Regions from separate parts of the Mus musculus genome. Here all the other regions are linked to region 1. A link is a contact called in public Hi-C and promoter capture Hi-C data. All regions are on one chromosome and are shown on one strand. Each heading gives the region's core, a stretch centred on a gene start, on an enhancer-like site or on the middle of the called end of the contact. The rest is flanking DNA. Distances are from core to core; before and after follow the strand shown.

What was found. Promoter capture Hi-C pulls out the DNA fragments that hold promoters and counts their contacts. Hi-C and Micro-C count contacts between places; a contact is called where the count stands out from the background.
Region 2: a contact with region 1 is called in a Hi-C map of B cells, with 5 read pairs. The contact joins the promoter of C1galt1 here to the promoter of Ndufa4 in region 1. A contact is called at or near these places in 2 of 39 promoter capture datasets (embryonic stem cells and pre-B cells) and 1 of 484 Hi-C or Micro-C datasets (B cells).
Region 3: a promoter capture Hi-C map of cranial neural crest shows a contact between it and region 1. The contact joins the promoter of Glcci1 here to the promoter of Ndufa4 in region 1. A contact is called at or near these places in 2 of 39 promoter capture datasets (cranial neural crest and pre-B cells).

Annotation. Positions count from the first base shown.
Region 1 is chr6:11,906,003-11,909,054 of GRCm38.p6, reverse strand. Ndufa4 (Ndufa4, mitochondrial complex associated) reads left to right here and starts at 1,605. Exons shown (of 4, transcript NM_010886.3): 1 at 1,605-1,731; 2 at 2,947-3,035. The coding sequence starts at 1,690. It also overlaps a transcript of Phf14 not described here.
Region 2 is chr6:7,843,750-7,846,801 of GRCm38.p6, reverse strand. It overlaps C1galt1 (core 1 synthase, glycoprotein-N-acetylgalactosamine 3-beta-galactosyltransferase, 1), which reads right to left and starts at 1,578. Exons shown (of 4, transcript NM_052993.3): 1 at 1,408-1,578.
Region 3 is chr6:8,508,156-8,511,207 of GRCm38.p6, reverse strand. Glcci1 (glucocorticoid induced transcript 1) reads right to left here and starts at 1,608. Exons shown (of 8, transcript NM_133236.3): 1 at 889-1,608. The coding sequence starts at 1,321. It overlaps A430035B10Rik (RIKEN cDNA A430035B10 gene), which reads left to right and starts at 2,047. Exons shown (of 2, transcript NR_040452.1): 1 at 2,047-2,229; 2 at 2,397-3,052.

The sequences.
Region 1 (3,052 bases), core at 356-2,855:
ACATACTTGAATTGCTCAGTTTGATCCTGAGTCTTTTCTCACTCTATGTCCTACTGAGGAGACAGAGTGAGGAAAGTAAAGTGACTTGACTTTAGCAGTCATACAGCTCATTTCCTAAGAAACAAAACCACTCCATCTATTGTCTACTCTAGATATTCTAGAGTATTCTGCTCTCGAGAAATACCGTGGGTTTTGCATACACACTCATCCATTATTTCAGTAATTGGCATGGATATGTTCACAGCTGCTCACCACTAAAGTTCTGATTTACTCTTTTTTTTTTATTCTTTTTCACTCATTCACCCATAACCATCCAACTATCAAGTTCTGTTGATACCACAAAATTTTCTCTGATATTTTTGGTGATTTTTTTTCCCCAATCAGTACATTCCTCCCCACCCCCAGGACAACTAAAAATTCTCTCACATGGACAACTACAATAGCCCTTTTATCTACTCCATTCTTCATAGCCAAAGGAATTCTTTTCAACCATATAATCTTATTGGTGAACTTCTGAAAGTCCTGAACATAAAGTCCTTGCATAAGTGGTCCCTGCCTCGGATGTGGCTCCTACTTTGCCTTCCCTTTTAAATGGTAGACTGTGTGCTTCATGCCTTCATGTGAATTGTCTTCCTTATACACCGCCACCTGAAGCCTGTACTGGGCTAATGCTACCTGTTCAGTTTAGCAGTTTCGGCGAAACCCTCTCCTTATTATTTGAAACGTTTTAACATGTGTAGGGAGTCCAAATTGTTGGCTGTGATTCGAAAGTGCCCATTAAACCTGCCCCAAGGAAGAACTTTTGGGTAAAAGTAAATTTGCAAAGAGATAAATGAACATTGACTTAGGATGGTAGAAAAGGTTAAGTTCAGCAACACGGCCAATGAAGATACTTTTAAGGATTCAATATCTGGACCAAAAAGAGATGGTGGCATGTTGCAAAACTTCTTTGGGGGGCGACAACTCTTCAATAGTGCCACGACCTAAGAATCTAGAAATCACATTGTAGAAACTATGGCCAGCTTTAAGTCACTTACTAGTGTTTCAACTTCTGTCCCTAAGCGCCAGTGAAAGTCAGGAAGCAGCTGCAGTCTTAAACCGCAGCCGTTGACCCCGGCGGCTGGAGACTCGACCTGTCCTGCGGGATCTGGGCGCTGAGCCTGCAGAGGCGCCTGGCAGCTCCCTCCGGGGCCCTCCGGGCGGCGCGGCGCGCGCCCCACACGCGCGCCCCCAAGCGCGTCCACGCGCGGCCCTGGCCGGGAGGCGCCGCTAAGGAAGCCGCGCCCGCCGAGCGCACTGCCAGCGGACCGCCGGATGACCCTGGTCTATACGCATGCCGTCCTGAAAAGTGCCTGTCTCACCAGTCGAGACGCTCTGCCTGCTATGCAAAAAATAAAAAAATAAACCTATCAAAAAGATGCATGGTGGAGAACTGATGGATCATGAACTCAAAAATGCGAAGAAGTGGTCGGGACATTTAGGGCAATCGCGCGAGGGCTGACTACCTATTCAGGCACCTTAGAGGACAGCCGCATCCGGGCTTTCCTGCTGCAGGCTGCCCTCAGCGCCAGGGGTCCTTCAGGTAGGAGGTCCTGGGTGACTTTGGACGTCCGCTCAGCCAGGTTGCAGAAGCGGCTTAGCGTGTGTCCTAATCTTCTCTCTGCGTGTAGGTAGGCCTGTGCCGCAAACATGCTCCGCCAGATCCTCGGGCAAGCCAAGAAGCATCCCAGCGTAAGTTCACGGTCTTTGCCAGGGTGGCCTCTTAGCTGTGGTTGCTCCTGCCCGTGTCCCCTGGGGACGTTCTCTTTTCTCTGTTCCTTGGGGTTACATTCTGTTGTTGGGATGACCTGATTGCTTGAAGCCTCTACCTGGGGTGGAGGTGAGGTTGCCTGAAGCAGAAGGTGGCAGAGATCAGGGAGAAAGGTAAACATTCTGAGTGTTGGAACACTGTGGCTCTCAGATTACTTGGTCCCAAGAGGGGTGAGTGGTACGTTGAGTGATTAGAATCCAAGAGAGGCCAAGTTTGTTATGCTGCTCTTTGCGGCTTTTAGAGTCACTGCATTGCACCACCAAACCTTCAGAAGTGCAAGGGATCGTCATCGTGTAATCCCCACTTTGCTTGGAAAACTTGACACTGGCAAAATTGATTTAAGTTTTCTTGACCTGTCACTTTCGTCCAGTATAGCTCGATAGAGGATGCTGTGTACCTAAAACTCCCACTGATGGGCCTTCATCTTTGCCTTAAGCCTGGTTTTCTAAATACTCAGCAAAATTAACTGCAGTCTGTTTTCAGAGTTCATTCCTAAAACTAGTGCTTTTAATAGGCATTTCTGTCCGCTAGTTATGCTCTTTATTTCACAGAGATTATGTTCACAGAACTTTTGGTTTTTCGAGACAGGGTTTCTCTGTATAGCCCTGGCTGTCCTGGAACTCATTCTGTGGACCAGGCTGGCCTCAAACTCAGAAATCTGCCTGCCTCTGCTTCCCAGTTGCTGGATCAAAGGTGTACGCCACATTGCCTGGCTCACAGAACTTTTAAGGGCCACTTTTCAGTAGTTCCCGAAGAGATTCCGCTCCCAGCCTACCAGGGAAGTATATCTCGTTACTTCCAGGGAAGCAATGAAATTTAATGGGAATGCTGTTCAAGACTTACAGAGGTGAATGTACTTGATAGGATTATTTGTTCATATAATTTAATCCATGTAAGGAAGTTGGACTCTTAAGCCAACACCATCCTGATGTCTTTTTACAGAGATCATGCCTTTAGAATACAATTGAAAGAAACACTGCTTCAATCCAAGTTCAACCGTTATTCCCATTGTAGGACAAATTAGCCAAATAGCAGATTTAGAGGTTGGCTTATATAGAAAGGAACCAGTGTGCCCTTATTTGGACAAGATCAAGGGATGTGATGATGGCTACTCTTCTTTGTCTATTTGTTTCTAGTTGATTCCTCTCTTCGTATTTATTGGAGCAGGGGGTACTGGAGCAGCACTGTATGTGATGCGCTTGGCACTGTTTAATCCAGATGTCAGGTGAGTGTAAATGCTTT
Region 2 (3,052 bases), core at 329-2,828, 4.1 Mb after region 1:
TTTAAGCGAATAAAACCAAAGTATAATGACCAACGTATATATGAATCTCACCACTTGGCATGTTAATTTAAATTTTTAATTTTTAAAAAGACCTTAGTCCCACCAGATTTGGTAATTAAAAACATGTATCTTTCTTTTATTTCAAGCTAGTTGTTAAAATCTCAAAGTCCTTTTAAAATATCTGTACCGAAAAGCCAACTTTTGAATGTAATAGGTAAACAGGAGCATTAAGGTAACAATTTCAATTCACATTTGATTCATAAATAAATTGCAACAAAATTCCAACCACTACTTTCACCAAAGATTTGACTTTATATTATCATGAGTTTATAGTTAAGCTGAATAACACAATTTTCATTTCAGCAAAATCAACACACAAGCAATATACAGCACATACTTTTGAATACAATTAGCCAAACATTAACTCATTATATGTACTTTTAAACTGCTTGATATTAAAGTTATCCACAACTGTAGGCTGATTTTTTTTTTAAGAGCACAATGTAGGGAGAGGGAGTTTAAGTGGGAAATGACCACAAAGCATTTGTAAACTGCTGAGTCCTGAGTAAAAAGATAGAGGAAAACATAAATTTCAAGAAAATCTGAAACACTAAAGTTAGTTGTCCACTAATGCTGACTTTTCAGTGAGTCATACTTGCCTTCCTAAGTCAGTTTTACTGAACATATGGTGAAAAGAGTTAACTGTTTGGTAACTTCAAACCTTATATTCATTTAAACTGGACAAAAATATATACTACAGCTGGCAGAAATGCTATACAATGCTTAGAGCACACAATATCGTGTGCACAAGGCTCGTCTGACATTTATCTGATAAGGAACTGGAAAATTGTACCGTTTATAAATACCTTCTAAAAACTCAAGTTTCCACTTCCAAATCCAAACTTCCACCAGAATCAAACAACTTGTAGTGTGCACAGCATTTTTTTCTTGGCACCAGGCTGAGCTATCTGTGGTCTATCCTCAACTTCCTGCAAATTACCAAACTTCTGTCCCTTCCGCGTTGCCTACTCAGTCTGAAGCACTGAAGTTCTAACTTTGTAACTTTTTAACTCAGAATACATCTTTTGACAGTATGTACTAAAAGGAAATACCGTGAATACAAAGATCTAGATTGGAAAAAAAAAATTTTTTTTCCAGGAAGTAAGGGATCTTAGAATATTCTAAGTCCCACGCCACTAGTAAGAAGTGTGGACAGAGCTCAAAAGCATTAATCCCCGATCCTCACTCTTAAATTAGTTAATTTAGAAGAGTATCTATCTAAAGTCAAAGCACTTTGTTTAACTAGCCAACATCTAGGAAAGCCATCACACTTTGTTACCAAAGGAAAAAGAAAAAACAAAAAACATTTTTTTTTTAAATCCTGCGCGTAGCAAGCCCCCAACACACCTGGCTGGTTCACTCAGTCAACGAAGGGCAGGGAAAGTTCCAACCATAACCGACCAGCTCCAGACAAAGCTGACGGTCCAACGGCGGCGGGCACTCGGGACTGTTGCGGCCGGAAGGTGCCCGCACCTGAGTGCACACAGCTGGCGGGCGCCGGGCGCGCGGAGGCCCGGGGCGGGGCGGCGGGCAGGACCGCTCGGCGCTGGCCCGCCCCGGGCGCCTCGGGCCGGACACGCCGGGCCGCGGAGAGCGCGAGGGTGGCCGCTCGCCCGCCGCCCGAGACACCTGTTTGGCCGCGCCGGCGCGGACGGGGACGCGGACCCGGGCGGCGTTCCCGAACCCTCAGTCGCCCTGCCGCCGGCAGCCGAGCCCCTGGACCCGCAGCCCTCGGGCGCCTCCGCCCGCCGTCCCTGACATCAGCCCCGGCTCCCTCTCGCCCCTCCCGGAGGCGGGGAGGAGGACGACCCCCCACCCGCGACCTTCGCTGCCCTGGCCCGCCGCAGCACGGGCAGGGGCCGCTAGCCTGGGCCGCCCGCGGCCGCCCAGATCATCTCCCGGCGGCGGCGGCGGCGGCGGCGGCCGAGGCGGGCCCGGCGCGCGCTCCTGCCGCTCGCTCCCGCCGCTCGCTCCGCCCCTCCCGACCGCGCGGCCTGGACCACGGCCCGCCTACTGCGCAGCCGCCACCCAGGGGTCTCGGAGATGCTGACGTCCCGGCTGCAGCAGCTGCAGCAGCAGCAGCAGCCCCGGGGAAGGGCGGGGCCTGGGCAGAGTGGGCGGGGACACCGCGACCTGCGGATGCGGGGATTGGCCGCCGGGTGTTTGCCCCGCCCTCCTGCGGAGTGGGCTGGGAAGTCCCGGCTTCCCCGAGCTCAGGGTTTTTTTAGCCCCCTTCTGGTGAGGTTGAGTGTTCTAATTCTCTCAGGAAAGCAGAAAGCGAAATTAGCAGGGAGTACAAGTAAAGAACTGCCTTTTAAACTGTTGTCTGTGGAACAAACCTCAACGTCACGCTGACCTCTAACCCAATCTTAGCCCCCCCCCCCTTTTTTTTTGCCTCTTTTCCTTTCACAGCATTCCTCTATCCTTAATAACAAGAGATTTGGCATAATGAAGAGTGCTCTGTAACCAGATGTGTGCCTCAGAAGAACAGAGAACTCATATAGTGACAACGGACAGAAAGCCTCTTGGAGGAATGTGTGTAATGGCATTTTACTTCTGTTCTGCTATGGCAAATACTTAAGAGTTTTACAAACTCAGCGGGGAGTGGTGGTGCACGCCTAGCACTCGGGAGTTGGAGGCCAGCCTGGTCTAATAAGTGAGTTCCGGGACAGCCAGGGCTATACAGAGAAACCCTGTCTTGAAAAACCAAAAAAAAAAAAAAAAAAAAAAGAGAGAGAGAGAGAGTTTTACAAACTCGTCTGCTCTGCTTTGGCAAAGGTCCTGTGTACCAAGAAGCTATCTTTGTGGCAGCAACGGAAGTGGGTTGCCACCTGGTGAGGCAGCAGGGAGTGGAAGTAAGATCTAGAGACCTTAACCATCATCTGCAAGGCCAGGCCCCCGGATGGAAACACTGTGCCCTGCTTGATAAATGTTCAAACTATGCAGTTCTGAGCACACCACAGCATAGCTATTAAAAGTGAGGGTTTTGGAA
Region 3 (3,052 bases), core at 359-2,858, 3.4 Mb after region 1:
CTAAGAATATTAGGTACTCGACTCTCCCTTATGGCCGGTTACGTCCCTGTTTTGCCTAATTTTCTTTTTCTCCCCCAGGAGTCAACTAGTTCATGCAGTATGTCCCTAGGCATAAACAAAACCAAACCCAAACAGAAAACATTAAGGGGAGTCCACAACATCCTCCCACTCACCATTACCTTTGATACCTAACAAAAAAGAAAGGAGATCTCTCTACACAGCTCAGCTGAACTGCTAAGTATACTTAAAGATGCAAGGAAAAAGTGAACACACTCCACAAACAGGCTTTAAGAAATTCACCACGAAAACCACCATTCCGGCATAAGCCATTTGTAGTGCAGTAGTGATCTAATACATGACTATATAAAGTAGAGGAGAGGATGGATAAACAGCATACACTTTAAACTGCCTCCCCTACACATGCAAAGGATATTCTAACAACCTAACTACCGCCATCAAGTCTCCAAAACACAAACATACTCCAGACAAGAACTTTGTGGGAAAGCACAAAGGCTGCAGAGATTACCACTACCACCTTATGCCCCGCTAGAGAGTTTGTGTGCGTGTTTAAGGGTTTCACACGGCTCCTCCTTGCCCGGCTCCAAACACAGAAAGCTAATAAGCTATTAAACCGAAACACTTTTCTTTTGCAGGCGAGGGATGCAAGATAAAATCTGAGTGGCGGTGTGAGGGTCGGATAAAAGTTGATTTCCAGGTCGCTCCTCCAAGCCCTGCAGCGACCTCAGGGTGGGGGGTGAGATTCCCAAAGCCACTTTCACACCTTCGGTAATGCACTAGCAAACAGAAGCCCGGAGAGGCTGAAGTTTTCCACGCAGGGCACCGTCGGGGAGACGCAGCCCGGGAGGACGGGAGGGTTGGGCTCGCTACCTCTGCACACGGGCGAGCCGGGACTCCGTCTCTCAGGTGAGCTGCTCCTCCGCCGGCTCTCGGGGGACCGTCTCGGGCGGCCCTTGGCGCGAGGCGCCTGCTCGGCTGGGGCAGCGGCCGGCGGTGGAGTCGGGCTGGACGGGCTGGGGCCGCGGGCCCCTCCGGGCCCGGAGAGACTGCCGAGCGCGGCGGCGGCGGTGGCGGCGGCGGCGGCCGGGCGCGTGGGGCTGTGCTGGCTGCCCCGCAGGAGCTGGTAGGGCACCGTGGCGCGGATGGGCTGCAGCAGCCGACCGGCTCCCGCAGCCGGTGCGCAGCTCCCGGCCGGCCCCGTCCCGCTCCCGGCAGCGGCGGGCGGGGAGCCCGCGGTGCTGCGCCGCATCCTCTGCGGCGCGGAGTGAGGGGTCTGAGAGGAACTGGAGGACGCAGTGGACATGGTGGCTCCGCGGGCGGGCGGGCGGGCGGGCGCGCGAGCGAGCGTGTGGGAGCCGGCGCCGCGGTGCGTGCGATGTGTACGGGGGAGGGGCGGGGAGGGGCGGAGCCGCGGGGCTCCCCTTCCGACGCGCACCCCGCCGCCGAGGGGGAGGGGACGCCGCGACGGCCAACGTCCAACGGCTCAACCGCCCCGCGGCGCTCTGCGGGGCGCTCACGGCAGAGCCCGCGTCGAGCCCATGGCCGCCGCCGCCGCCGCCCCGGGCATCGCGCTGACAGGGCACTCGCCCGCTTCCCGCGGCTGCTCAGCCCTCGCGGGGGGTCGCCCGCGCGACACGACTCGGCGACCACGGGCAGCGCCGGGACTTTAGCCTCGGAGGAGAGAAAGGGGCCTCGAGGCGCCTCGCGCTGCGCGTAACCCGCGCCACCGCAAACGCCGCCGCCGCTGCCGCCGCCACCTCGACCCGCTTCTCACTCGGAATGGCAACTAATCCTGTGTCGGCGCCCCGCCTCCGGCCCCGCCTCTGGGCGTTCCGGACCCGGCTCCTGCGGCTGCGAGCGCTGTGATTGGCAGCGCCACCCTACTCCGGGATGCCAAGGAATGGTTGTATTGTCGGAGTGAGAGGAGACTCGGCCAATTACAGTACCACGTTTCCGCTCTGGGGGCGGAGCATGGAAGTGGATGAGAGAGGCGGGCCTCGCGCGGAGGGAGGGACTTAAGAGTTGACAGGCTTTGAGGTGAGGGTCAGGTTAGAAAAGTGGGTCCATACGTGCCCTGCGCGGACTCCGACGCCCAAAGACACGCGCGCGCTGCGATAAGCAAGTTACAAGGATTCCACCCTCCAGTGCTCTCTACAACCTGGGGCTGAGGACGCTGAAGCCAAACTAATTTTGCAAATACACCTGCATCCGGTGAGATGTTTTAGTTAAAGCTGAGTGAAGGATCCTTAACCCTTTTAATCTTAGAAATGTCTTTAAGTGTCCTAGTCGCCTTGTGAATCAAAACAACTTCAGGATTAGTGTATGGATGCTACATTGAACAAAATGCACCTGCCATTACAACCTGTTTGTCGTTACAGGGTAGGGTGGAGAACATCACATTCTGAATTGTACACGTCAACAAGAAAATTTACAGCATCGCATCATCAGATTTATTAATGGAGAGCACCTAGTTTACTACCCCGGAGCTGATGGTCTCTTGGGAGAAAGACCAGGCATAATGTAACAATTCATTGTGGTCATTTCCTCTGTGTGATGGCACTGGGGGTTATTCTTCTGCAAGGAAAATGAGAAGTACGAAGATTTTAGATGGGCATAAGAAAGTATATAAAACCCTAATCAGGAATAGTTAAAGCTCTACATCAGATACCTCCTATTAATTCACATGAGATAAACAAAAACATAAGATTTTACAAAATAAAGAAGTGGCGTGTCAGATTGGCGTCTGCCTGGTGTCTGCCCACACTGGCAAGCTTCCTGATTCCAGGCACTAAATGATCAGTTTCACTCAGAGGAGCCACCTTTCTCTGCTTCCCTGTGTGGTCAGACAGAAATTAAATGAAATTAAATGAAAATTTTTAAAAAAATAAGAAAAAATAAGAAGCACAGTAAATTGTTGTTTAGAAAAAATATTGATGATGCCTAATCAAAATACAAAAAATAGCATCTAGTACTATATCCTACTATATTAGTCATAGTTCTATGCTTTATCACATATAAAAATAATAGCTAATGT